Linked DNA regions of Mus musculus: region 1 is linked to region 2. Evidence: chromatin contacts called from public Hi-C data. All regions are on one chromosome and are shown on one strand. The core of a region is the stretch at or near the end of the contact, and the rest is flanking DNA. Distances in the headings are between cores, read along the strand shown. Region 1 overlaps Rubcnl (RUN and cysteine rich domain containing beclin 1 interacting protein like). Region 2 overlaps Lcp1 (lymphocyte cytosolic protein 1).

Region 1 (6,319 bases), core at 2,064-4,563, 130 kb after region 2:
TGGTCAAATCCATGGAGAGAGAAAGCAGGTTGTCAGGGGCCAGGATACAGGAAGAAAAGGGAAAGGAGGATAGCCAGAGATTGCATCCTGCAAGAGATGGAGGTTCTGCAGATGAATAGTGGTAGCAGAAAACCACTTTCTATGTCCATGAGCTTGTAGTGGGTGGGAGAAGACAACCTTGTTGTGCGTGTTCATCACAATCTATTGTATTTACTACATTTGCATTGTATCCATACTGTAGCCACTGGCAGAGGTATCATATTTACTATATTTACATTGTATCTATACTGTAGCCACTGGCAGAGGTAGACTTTTATCTTGTCCAATCCCTCTTATTAGCTCACCTTTGTTCCTTTCAGTGTTGGGGGTCAAGAATAAAAGGTTCTAAGAAGCCAGAGATACTGGAGGAACCAAGATCAGGAAGAATATGCCAGGCAGGAGCACAGAGCATTCCCCCTGGAAATCATACCTGTCAGCAAACCTGCAAGTCTTCAATAGCTTCTTGATATGAAAAAGTTGCTCCTGAAGGTCCTAAAGCAAGAAGCCAACCATTGGGAATGAGATGCCTGGCCACTGACAGTGTGTACAACAAACCTTAAAGTTATTCGAAACAGGGGCTAGAGAGAGATTGCTCAGAGGTTAAGAGCAGTGGCTGCTCTTCCAGAGGACCTGAGATCAATTCCCAGCAACCACAGGGTGGCTCACTACCATAAATGTAATCCGACGCCCTCTTCTGGTATGCAGGTGTACATGAAGATAGAGCACTCATATACATTAAATAAACAAATCTTTTTTTAAATGATATTTGAAATACTGTGTTGGCAAGCAACCCAACTTCCAAGAAAACAGCCCCTTCAGCAAGGACTCATAGCTGAATTATTTGATACTTGAGTCCTGAACAGGCACAGTTTAGTTGGGCCTTGGGCTCCACAGGCGAGAGGCCCTGGGATCATTCACCCCTCAGTCTATCTGCCTTGTGAAGGGTCTGGGGACAGCCTGAAGCCAGAGTGGCATGCATTTCCTACCATGGGACATCTAACCTCCTGGACCTACTTCCTCCATGGAGGCCTCAGCTCACCTTCACCCTATCCAGTTCCTTAGCTTTTGCATAGAGGCTGTGATGGCCACCTAACAGTTTGAAGACAGGTTGATGCCATACGCTGTCCAAGAGCCATTTAGAGAAATCGCTGACTTGGTACTTCCTGAAGTCCCACATCGTCAGGATCCGCGCAGGGATACAAGACTCTGCAGATGAGTGGCAGCTGGCACAGAAGTACTTCCCGAGATACTCACAGTACCGGAGCCTCTTCACAAACTCTGCAGAGGGCAGGAGGGTAACACCATATTCATGATGCTAAGATCTGCCCTAGGCCACCTCCCCATTCCTATGCAAGGTTCAGAGTCTGATGAATGTCCACCGTGCTCAAGCCAGATTCAACTGCCAGGCAGCGCAGCTCTGGCATTGACTTGAGGATGTCACCTGTGGCCATTTGTGGTTCGCCACAGTAAGCCAGATCCCAGAGAAACAGAATCCTCCCTAATGCTCTTGGACGTCAAAGACGGGCACCACAAACTTCAGTGCAGCCTCTAAGACCATTCCATGTAGGGCCTGGGAATCTAGTTGGCTTTGAAGATGCTACCTGCTACTCACAGGAACTCCAGCAACAACTCAGAATCTCAGGCTAATAAAATGCAGCACACAACTGGGTGCAGGAAATGGCCCACATAGGAAGAGCATATTCTAAAGCAGTGCATGCACAGTGTCAGGATGTAGCTTACAAAAGAGGTTATACATACATACACACACACATGCATACATACATACATACATACATACATACACACACACACATACATGCATACACACATACACACATACATGTGTGTATATGTACATACTATATATGTATGTATATGTGTGTATACATACACATATACACCAAAGAGAGAAAGGAAACAATACCTGGGAGAGAGAGAGAGAGAGAGAGAATGAGAGAGAGAGAGAGAGAGAAACCTAGACCCTAGACCCCCAAAGAGCTAATGATACACATCTCTGTAGCATGGGGAAATTAACACATGGTGCTTCTGAGGTTTCTCTAATAAAATATTCTGATGGACAAAAGATGTAGGGATGAAGGTGGTAATACTGTGTATTATCTGGTCTACGAAGAAAAACAACCCAGCTAAAATCTCCTGTGCAACCATCCCTCAGCATTAGTGCCTGGCAGGACCTGAAGGACCTGTGTGGGAAGGCGGCAACTCCATTCCCTGGCACACTGTAGATACAGATAACATTTTTCCAACTAATGCCTTGAAGAGTAGACAGGACTAAGTCTTCACTGGGCACTTAGTCTGTTTCCCAATCTGGTGAATGGTTAATGTATGTTATTCTAAGCTTCTAATTCCATGACTTAGGAACTTATATTTCCCTCTTTCATTGAGGAAAACAGGTCAGCGAGGTGAAGCATCATAGTGGGGACACACAGGCAGAGAGCTGGACACACAGGCAGAGAGCTGGACACACAGGCAGAGAGCAGGCGAGCTCAGTTTGAATCTAGTGTAGCCAGCATATCCCACTCCTTCGGGTGATGAAGGAGAAGGTGTCTCTGCCTAATGGATTATCCTGCGTGTAGAGGTATAATCTGCGTGTACAGTCAAATCACCAACAGACTAAAGGATCAAAAAGTATAATACTGAGCATGCCATTTGTGATGGTTTGTATATGCTCGGCCAGGGAGCAGCATTATTAGAAGATATAGCCCTGTTGGAGTAGGTGTGTCACTGTGGGCGTGGGCTTTAAGACCCCCATCCTAGCTGCCTGGAAGCGAGTCTTCCACTAGCAGCCTTCAGATGAAGATGTAGAACTATATCAGCTTCTCCTGCACTATGACTGCCTGGAAGCTGCCATGCTTCCTGCCTTGATGATAATGGACTGAACCTCTGAATCTGTAAGCCAGATCCAATTAAATGTTGTGCCTATAGGAGTTGCCTTAGTCATGGTGTCTGTTCATAGCAGTAAAACCTTAACTAAGACACTGATATAACTCACCTTTCCCAGCCTCAAAGTCTCTACCATCTCAGGATCCACTCACTCATTCACCAAACTTCATCAAATGCCCACTGTGCTATCATCAGTACAGAATAAATCATGCCCATCCTTCTTCCTTAGACCACGAGGACAGACAAAAATGGAAGCAGATCCCATGGGGGCAGGACCTGCAAGATCCCCTGCCGTTCTGGCAGGAAAGAATGGACTCAGGAAGGTACTTAAACGGATTGATGGAGTCTCGCGTCTATGTGGTTTCTGACTCATGCATTTGGCATTTGGTGTGGCATTAGGGTGTACAGATCAACTCACAGACCCGCCTCTTGCTAGGCTAGCTGGGAAAATGAGTCATTTAAAGAGGACACACTGTGATTGTCATTAACGTGTAGTGAGATAGAGGAAGCCCTGGCTGGTTCTGCTTTCAATTTTAATGTCTTGAAACAGACATCTTCTCTGGAGAACAAGCAATCCCCAGGTTGTGCTGAAAGTCTTGCATGGTGTCACTTGGGGAAGACTAGTTTGCAGGACCTTGGCCATCCCATAAATGAGTTACCATATCCTCAGCTCTCAGAGAAGTCTTGCCAGGAGCCATTTGATTACTCTGCAGGTATGCCTAGAGGACCGTCTTATAAGCAAGCATAGCTATAGAGGCTGGAGATGAACAATGAGCAAAAGCAACAAGGCTTCTGCCTTCCTGGAATTTATGGTTTGGTGATGGAGACAGATAAATGCTGAATAAGCATTGCAGAGGAAGATCCTATGAAGCACACACGCGACTGTCTGCGACCACACGATCCACAAGGCAACCATGGAAGATCCCAGGAAAAGGAGAGGGGGAGTGGAGTGGGTAGAAAAAGAGCATAAAGATATGAAGAAAACCAAGAGTCATGGGGAAGGAAGTCTATGGGGGTGAGGGGTTCATTCTGGGAAGAGGAAACAATAGTTTCAACCCCCTAAGACAGGTACGGCTGGGTTGTCTGAGTGCCCAATTGAGGAGCAGCCAGGATGCTGGCCCTCCTTGTACCTGGCTAGTCATGCAGCTTTGTAGGTCACAGTCTCCTCCTAGCAAAAGACAGGGCCACCTCCACGACTCCTTCACAACACGCTCACACCAAGAAGTCAGTCTCACTCTAAAGCAACACATAGTCCAGCCCTGCAGATCCTCACTGTTATCATGGAACAAGCAAACAGCGCAGGACCTGTACTTACTGGGCTGTATTGGAGTCCCACATCCAGCACAGAAGAAGTTCTGGGCCACCACTGCTATGTCCCTCCTGAGGACAGAAAATGGCAACTGTTACACGTTTTCAGAGCTGGTCAGTACAGCGTTTTTCACTGATGGAAAAGCAGTGGACATCGTGGTCCGTTTCTCAGTTTAGGGGCTTTAATTTTGTCATCTTTTCATTTTAAGAAAAGTTTATACTTATCCAATATGTTTTTCTGGTTGGAATCTGTTGGCCTTCTAAAGCTAGGATTCTTTAAACATCTCAATTGTGCCCAAATTAGAAGTCAGTATCACATATAACTCTTCTATTATAGAATCCTTGGGGCTTCCCACTACCTGGCACAGAAACCAGGGTACACAAGACAGCCGAGGAGACAACAGTCTAACATGCTTGGAAAGGACACACGTGAATAGATGTAATAAAAACATTAGAATAAGGCGATGTGACAAAGTTATAAAGTCCTCTTGAAGAGGAGTGCTCTGGAAACAGCTGTGTCCTGATTTCAACGGGGACCTAGAGTTATGGGTAAAGTGGTAAATTTGCATTTTTATCTCAAGGTCAACAAAAATTGCCAAGGTTTAAAAAAAAAAAAAAACAAACAAACAAAAAAAACATGTGAGATCTCTGCCCATGTCTTACAGAGGATTCTGGGAAAGGAGGGAAAAGATATCCTATACAACGAGACTAGCATGGCTCAGTGTCTATAGAGGACAAATTCTGCCCAAGCAGTCACAACATCCTTCCTGGCATCAGCTAAGCCAGAGAGCAAAGACACCAGATAAAGATAAGTAAGAGACCTCCGTGGAGCACAGGGAGCACGGGGAGCACGGGGAGCACGGGAGCACGGGGAGCATGGGGAGCATGGCTTCATAACCCTCAAGTTTGCATGAGAGACCAAGAGAATAGAAAGACTGCAGATAGTTAAACTATGTTGCCTATAATCTCTACTTGTAATCCATTACACATCCTCAGAACAAATTGCCAACAAACTATTATGCACATGCGATAAGTGTGGCCCCATACACACACACTGTAGAAGTTTAGTTCTCTCTTACGGAATTTTAGCTGTCTCCCAGCTTCTATGGCTTCATAGAATAAAGATTATATTTGCATCCTGTTAACATTTCTCAATGACAGTTAATCTCCTTGAAAGTAAATTCTTCTTTTAAAACTTTTATGCATCGCACTTATTTTTATTGCACACTAACTGGTTTGGAAAATAGAATTAGAGTGGTCTCATCGTTTTTAAATTGTTGCATTTGATTTCTGTTTCAGTATTAGCCACTTAAAAATCCTCTTAGGCCTTTTTAATCTACCAGTGCTATGTAATGCTCATAACTGAGGAGGCAGAGTGTACTGGCTGGTTTTGTGTGTCAACTTGACACAAGTTGGAGCTATCCCAGAGAAAGGAACCTTCCTTGAGGAACTGCCTCCATGAGATCCAGCTGTAAGGCATTTTCTCAATTACTGATCAAGCGGAGAGGGCCCAACCCATGGTGGGTGGTGCCATCTCTGGGCTGGTAGTCCTGGGTTCTAGAAGAAAGTAAGCTGAGCAAGGCAGGGGAAGCAAGCCAGTAAGCACCACCCCTCCATGGCTTCTGCACCAGCTCCTGCTTCCAAGTTCCTGCCCTGTGTAAGTTTCTGTCCTGACTTCCTTTCGTGATGAAGAGCAATGTGGAAGTGTAAGCTGAATAAACCCTTTCCTCCCCAACTTGCTTCTTGGTCATGATGTTTGTGCAGGAATACAAACCCTAAGACACAGAGTTACATTTTTAACTTGAGTACTTTGCTGCCCCGCCCCCCCCCCCCACCAAAGCCCACAACAGAGTGCAAAGAAAACTAAGCCAGAAATACATTTGCCTTGGTCCCTCCGCACATTGTTTTCTCCTCATCTGTTTCCATAGGAACCAGGTGGGACCCATCACAGCATATCCCAAGTGGAACCTGGGTTTCCAGGCAGTACCCCTTACTTACTTGATTGGTGGGTGAACAGTAAGTATGATTTGGCATCGAGGGAGCACCCAGTCTTCAGTTCCTGGGACCCTAG
Region 2 (6,040 bases), core at 838-3,337:
GATAGAGCACTCATTCAGTCTTCGAAAATTTAAAAAAAAAAATCACATACACGAGTGAATAAACCTGTTGTCAAATATGCCAGTATTCACCTGGTGGGATTGCGAAAAGCTCAATTCCAAGAGAGGGTGGGTGCATTAGCTGTTGTTATTATTAGGGTGATAACTGAAATTCTTCCTCACCGCCCCTCCCCCAATGGGGCTTGCAATATCTTACGAGATGGGGCCATTGTGAAACTGATGGGAAGACGAATGCAATGATGGAAATTGACACACAGAAAACAACAGGAAGAGTGAGTGGTGAAGACCGGAAGCTGAGTCAGAAGGAAGCTGAGGAAAACAGCAGGAGATGCCGTCCGTCCGTCTGTCTGTCTGGGAGCACCTCCACTTCAACAGCTAGAGCAAGATTCCCCTAGGTGATGGAGACCTGGTCAGGAGGCAGTGTCTCAGCACTTCAGAAAACCTTCAGTGTTTTGATGTTAGAAGTGCACTGTCATCTAGCAAAACAGGAACCCTTGCAGCTAGCAGAGTCGGCTGACAAATCAGTTATATATTTTGATGGACTCTAAATTCGACTTTTATTTTTGCGTTGCTCAGTACACGAACTGAGTCATCTTATTTCACTGGGTATCTGTGAAGTGGGAAACACCCCCCCTCCACCCCCCTATCAAAAAAAATTCCCGGGGAGAAAATTTACATTAATCTAAACAGTATCATCCTGCTATAACATCTACCATTAGTCATAAAGTCCAATGACTTTATAAAGCTTTTCAGCTCTTCTCAAACATGAGCTAAATGAGGAAATCTCTTAATTTTCTGATTTAGCTTTATTTTGAGATTTGATTGGTACATCCCCTATATGTGCAGAGGGGCCTGCAGTCCTCAGGTGAAAAAAAAAAAAAAAAAAGGAAAAGGCGACTTGAGAATTTTCTAAGAATACAGAGTGATTAAGTAATGTTCCTAACATGTGTACTTGCGTTCACTTCATAAACAAAGGCCTATCTGGGGAATTCAGCTTATGTAAGGATTGCTGGGTAGTATGCCTGTAACTGCATTTAAAATACAATGATGGACTGGTGTCATTTATTTCTGAAGTCTACAGTTACCGTATCATTTCTTATATTTCCCGAAGCCGTTGTCCATTTGGCGCTGTGAGGCTCAAATGAAGACTGGAGCCTTGGAAAAGGAGGGGAGCAAGCTCTGAGGACAATGACTGCCACGTGTCCCCTCAGAGCAGTCGCCACAAGGACTCAGGGAGCATGAAAGTAGGAAGTGAAATCGGAGGCCTTCCTGTTATGTAACGAATTCATTAAAAAAAAAAAAAAAAGTGACAACTATTCATTCCAGTCAATATCTTCAGCAGCCCTGTGCGCCGGCGGAGAGAGGGAACTCCGCTCTATATGTGCGACAGGACAGGGGGGAAAATATTAAGAAGATGCAACGCTGACCTGAAGGCAAAGCCTTAGGCAAACTTCAGTCAGTGGAGGAAGCAAGCTGAGGACCTGCCTTTCCAAGAGGCCCTTGAAAAGTCAGACAATTCAGGGGGAAGATCATTGAAGAAACAGCGAGAAAGAGTGAAACAGCATGGAACTTTCTGGTGGCTTGCGGTCTAGCGCGGCGCCCAGAACCAGAACGTGGGTTGGTAAGACGTGGGAGGGGGAGGGGAGAGGTTCAACAAGAAGGAAGTGGCATGAAAGAAGGCTGAGGAAGTGGGCTGAGGCAAATGCGTGAAGGCACCAAAAATTCTTAGCAAAACTGTTAATGAATCATCCCACCGTTACATGAAATGTGCCAAGGAACCTATTTATGAATATCAAACTCCTTTGGGGTGTCTGGCGATTTTTTTCCTTTCTCTGTCTTGAACACCTGTACACACACACTCTCTCTGTCTCTGCTCTCTCTCTTCTCCTTCACACACACACACACACACACACACACACACACACATTAGGCTTTTCGATGTGTCTCCAGGATGATAGCTTCTCCCAGCATGCTCCACGGAAGGCGGACCCTGCAGCCAGCACAGTCCCGGGGCACCCGAAATCCAGACCAACTCCTGCCCCACCCTGACCCTTGTGCCCTTGGACCTTAGGTAACTTCAGCTCACTCCCGATAGCTCAAGGCACTGGAGAGGATTCCAGGAAGTCATGTGGTTACACAAACTAAGCACTTAAAAGTAACCGCATTGGTGGCAGTCGGCTCTCCAGCTTTACACATTCCATATCCACAAACTCGATTAAGTTCAGATGAAACATTCTAAAAAAAAAGAGTTGGACGTGCACAGCCAGAATACACACTAACATTTTCCTTCTTACCACTCCGCCCCCCCCCTCCGCCCCCCAGGTCGATACAGTACAGGGTTCTACATTTGAGCGGCCTGAGCATGCGCATCTCTGAGGCCCTGCACAGGTCCCCTTCCTGTTCTAGTTTAAACACACGCGCGGGCCACCCTTCTCCAAACGGTTCTGAGGTAGAAGTATCAATCAGGTTAAAACACTGGGATCCTTTTTAATCTAACAGTCCTGACTGTTGCAAGGTACAACATACAAAGGAGACGAAGTTTAAAACACTCCTGCCAGACAGGGACTGCTAACGAAATGTCATCAGAGACCACTGCAAACTGCCACCGTAGAACCTGAGGTCCGGAAGAGCCCTCCCTCCCTCGTGCTGCTACCATGAGTAAGACGCTGTGCTCTGTAGGCAGGCATGGCAGGTGGATGCTTCAGCAAGCCAAACGTGGTTGGCACTAACTCTGCCATATTCAGTGTTATTCCTTCCCAAATGTAAGGGGGAAATGTTGACAAGCCTTCACAGCATTTTTTTTTAAATTACATTCTTATTACTATCTCTGATGAAAATCTTTGGAGTACGTTTTTTTTCCCCCTAGTATTTTCTGGACCTTAAGCCTCTCCTCCGGAGACCCCACTGTTTTTTGGGTTAGTTTTACTTTTTGCCTTGAAACCAGCCAGGCAGATGAGTACTGCAAGTAAAGAAAGATTAATGGCCAGACACCAAAACTTCCAGAAATTCACTCTTCATAGAAAAAAGTGGTGAATTCCATTTAAATTTAGCTATGCAGACATCCTTTTTTAAAAAGTTCATTTAATAGAAGCCAATTACAGTAAATTCTTGGTAAATTTGACCTCAAGGTGTGTGTTGACAAGTCATCACTTTTTTTTTCTTTTTCTTGTTTTGGTTTTTTGTTGTTGTTGTTGTTTGTTTGTTTGTTTGTCTTGCTTCTGATTTTGGTTTTAAGTTGTCCTGCTAGAGTGGTTTCCAACAGTTAGAAACACAGGTTTTCACCATGTGTGCAGGACAGTGTATATGTAACATCAGTCCTGGGCTTGACTGACAGTTCTAAATGAATACAAGCTGAGAGATGGTACAATACTTCGAGGCTATATGCTTCAGTCGCTTAAAAGAATTCCCTGTGTAGACAGGACCTTTCCTCCAAAATGTAGAGACATTCATTTGCATGGCCTTCAGCCTTAACAAATAATCCAGACAGCCCTACAAGAAGTAGCAGAAGCCAGCAACACAATTGCTCTTGTTTTTTGGAGACTGAATGGAGAAGACCTCTCATATTTTGTGTAGTCAGAAAACATGGGCATTAAAAACCTCATTGTCAAAAATCACTCACACTGCCAGGCCACCCTTGGTAACATACGACCTAAGATGTTAACATATCCACCAACTGACTCTAAGGAAGATTTAAAAAAAAAAGGAAAAACAACCACAGAAGCTAAAATTAAACCACCTCCATTAGAATTACTAGCAGCACAGTCTAAATGATCAATACGCTCTTTCCCGAAAACATCTTAAAGTTGACCAAATGAGAGTAAATAGCCTTCCTAAAATAGTCCAACTGACAGGTATCAAAACATGGCTTGGCTTTAAAGATGGGGAAAAGTAACTCAGGTTTTGGGGTGGGGGATGATAAATGCAGAGAACTTGGCAAGAACTAAGCCAAAAAACTCCCCCCCCATATTTCCCCCCACCACACCCCCCACACCCCCAGCCACCCCAGGTGGCTGCTGGTCTCTGTTAGAGGGAGGCAAGACACACAGGGCTGAGAAGACAGGTGCTTAGCCCCTTCTAGACAAAACCCACAGCACCCAGCAGCAGAGCCCCAGCCAGGTCCCAAACACTTCCAGCGAGCAAAGGGACGAGAAACACGTTTACCTGGTAGAGAAACTGTCCTCTGTGTCAGCAGCACTGCTGTGTGGTCAGAAACCCCAGTCCTTCAGATCTACAGAGCAGCCTTGTCAAGCAGGGCTGTGTGGTCACAAGGCAGGAAGTAACTGCAGTGGCAAATCACCAGGCAGGAAAGAAATAGATTTTGTCTTTATAAGGACATTTTACTCAACATTTTTTTTAATGTCTCCTCCCCCTGAAAATCACCTGACAACAGGTCACAGTGAAATCTAGAAGCCACCTTCCACTTCCTCCTCTCTAGGAGCATTCTGCTTCCCACCCTGGGTCTCTCTCTGCAGGCCCTGGGCTACTTAAGCCCTTCTGATCACAGATAGGGAGCGAAGGTCAGCTTCCTGGCTGAACTCTTTTGTCTGACTCTAGTTGCTTAAAGCAAAACCCAGGAGCCTACATACTTTCATCTGGGAAAAAACAAATTCTTCATCTCCAGTGAAACAACAAAGGAAGAGGTGTGATGTACAAACTGTAAGGGATTTTCATGGGCGAACATGCCTATCCCACCTCCCTCTCTCTCTCACCCCATTTGAAACCAATCCCTCTCCCACTCTCTCAATGATGATCATATCTGTATAAACGAAACAAAACGATCTCTCTAAGCACAGGGCCCATAGAGAAAGGTTACTATATTATTTACTCATTCCTTTACTTATAGAACACCCACGTGTTCAGGATCTCTTTAACCCAATTAGAGAGTTCAATTATTTAAACATTTCCTGTAAAGAAGAGTAGTGAATCCTTCAGGAAGCGGTCAGTCCTTCCAACAGGCTGGATCCCTTCAGACAACAGTCATCCACCCATTTCCTGGAGTCCTCACGCTCCCAACAATAACGGAGATGCTGTCATTTAGCCTTGGGGCTGCATGCTACAGCTAGGCCCCCAGGCTCAGTCGGTGAGGATGCCTGCTCATTCTACAGGTATCTGTGTTTTTGTAAGAGCCAGGGCTGCTGCCAAGCTGAGCATGGTCCCACTGACTCCGCTGTTCTTTAGACTTCCTTGGCTTTTCTGGTTTCCTTACAAAGTTCTCCGTCTTAACTTCTAATGCTGAGATAAGGCCACCGAGTGTATCTCCTTCATCTGCTTGATAAGGCAACTTTTTACTCAGAAACCCACAGGGCTCCTATTGAGAAAGAGGGTCTGCTAGAGCACGGGAAGACATGGAGAAGGTTCGGTCTTCTCTAGATCTGGTCCTAAAGAACATTCTAGGAATGGTTCTAGTAAGAACTGACGGCTGTCTTCAGATGTCCCTGGTAAGAGTGACGTGGTGAGTAGAATCCCAGTTAGTAACTGGCAGAGGGAACTCAGGGGCCCTTGACTTTGTACAGAGAAGCATCTAGGCATTGTTCATATAAGATTGGCTGCATGATACAGCAGTTAAATGCTGTTAGCCTCCACTTTTGGGAATAGCCCCCACTCAGGGTTCTAGAGAAGAGCTCCACAGATGGCCTGCATAGCCTTCTTCAGGGGAAAGAGTGAGTGCTGACTGTGCATCTGCCTGTCTGCTTCTGCACTCTTGTGGTTTCAGAATGGAGCAAAGACCCAACAGCCGTGCCTCATGAAAAGGAACCAATCTATATTTGATTACCTGGGGGACAGAGAGCAGGAGCATTCTGTAGGTGCTTGGGCCTGATCACAGGAGACCCAAGGAATCTATAAAAGAAAGAGAGAAAACCACTCGTGTGTCGGTTCCTCTCGTGTGTGAGTGTCTGCCCACGCTGGAGACTGAGACAGAAGTGAAGCAGAAGCATTGCTCTCAGGGAGGAGCAAGACTGGTGCAGGGAGACATGAAATGAAACGTCGGGGAGGGCTGAGACACCGGCATGGTGGGATGCAG

Evidence for each region. Hi-C and Micro-C count contacts between places; a contact is called where the count stands out from the background.
Region 1: a contact with region 2 is called in a Hi-C map of bone marrow-derived macrophages, with 45 read pairs. The contact joins two enhancer-like sites. A contact is called at or near these places in 18 of 484 Hi-C or Micro-C datasets (B cells, the BV-2 cell line, CD8 T cells and 12 more), 13 of 115 datasets of contacts at active chromatin or transcription factors (the 230-238 cell line, CD8 T cells, the HPC-7 cell line and 8 more) and 4 of 9 other capture datasets (adipose tissue, bone marrow-derived macrophages, liver and 1 more).

Annotation. Positions count from the first base shown.
Region 1 is chr14:75,042,410-75,048,728 of GRCm38.p6, reverse strand. Rubcnl (RUN and cysteine rich domain containing beclin 1 interacting protein like) reads right to left here. Exons shown (of 14, transcript NM_198642.2): 8 at 6,247-6,319; 9 at 4,256-4,320; 10 at 1,079-1,317; 11 at 470-531. Among named protein-coding and RNA genes, the nearest start is that of Rubcnl, 30 kb to the right of the region's middle. Within about 2 kb of position 3,313, at least 73 of the 459 cell types and tissues checked have an H3K27ac peak or open chromatin away from gene starts, as enhancers often do. A contact at or near this core is called in the BV-2 cell line, bone marrow-derived macrophages, conventional type 1 dendritic cells and 1 more, where this site is marked.
Region 2 is chr14:75,175,073-75,181,112 of GRCm38.p6, reverse strand. Lcp1 (lymphocyte cytosolic protein 1) reads right to left here. Exons shown (of 17, transcript NM_008879.4): 2 at 4,180-4,298. Among named protein-coding and RNA genes, the nearest start is that of Gm15628, 41 kb to the right of the region's middle. Within about 2 kb of position 2,087, at least 161 of the 459 cell types and tissues checked have an H3K27ac peak or open chromatin away from gene starts, as enhancers often do. A contact at or near this core is called in the BV-2 cell line, bone marrow-derived macrophages, conventional type 1 dendritic cells and 1 more, where this site is marked.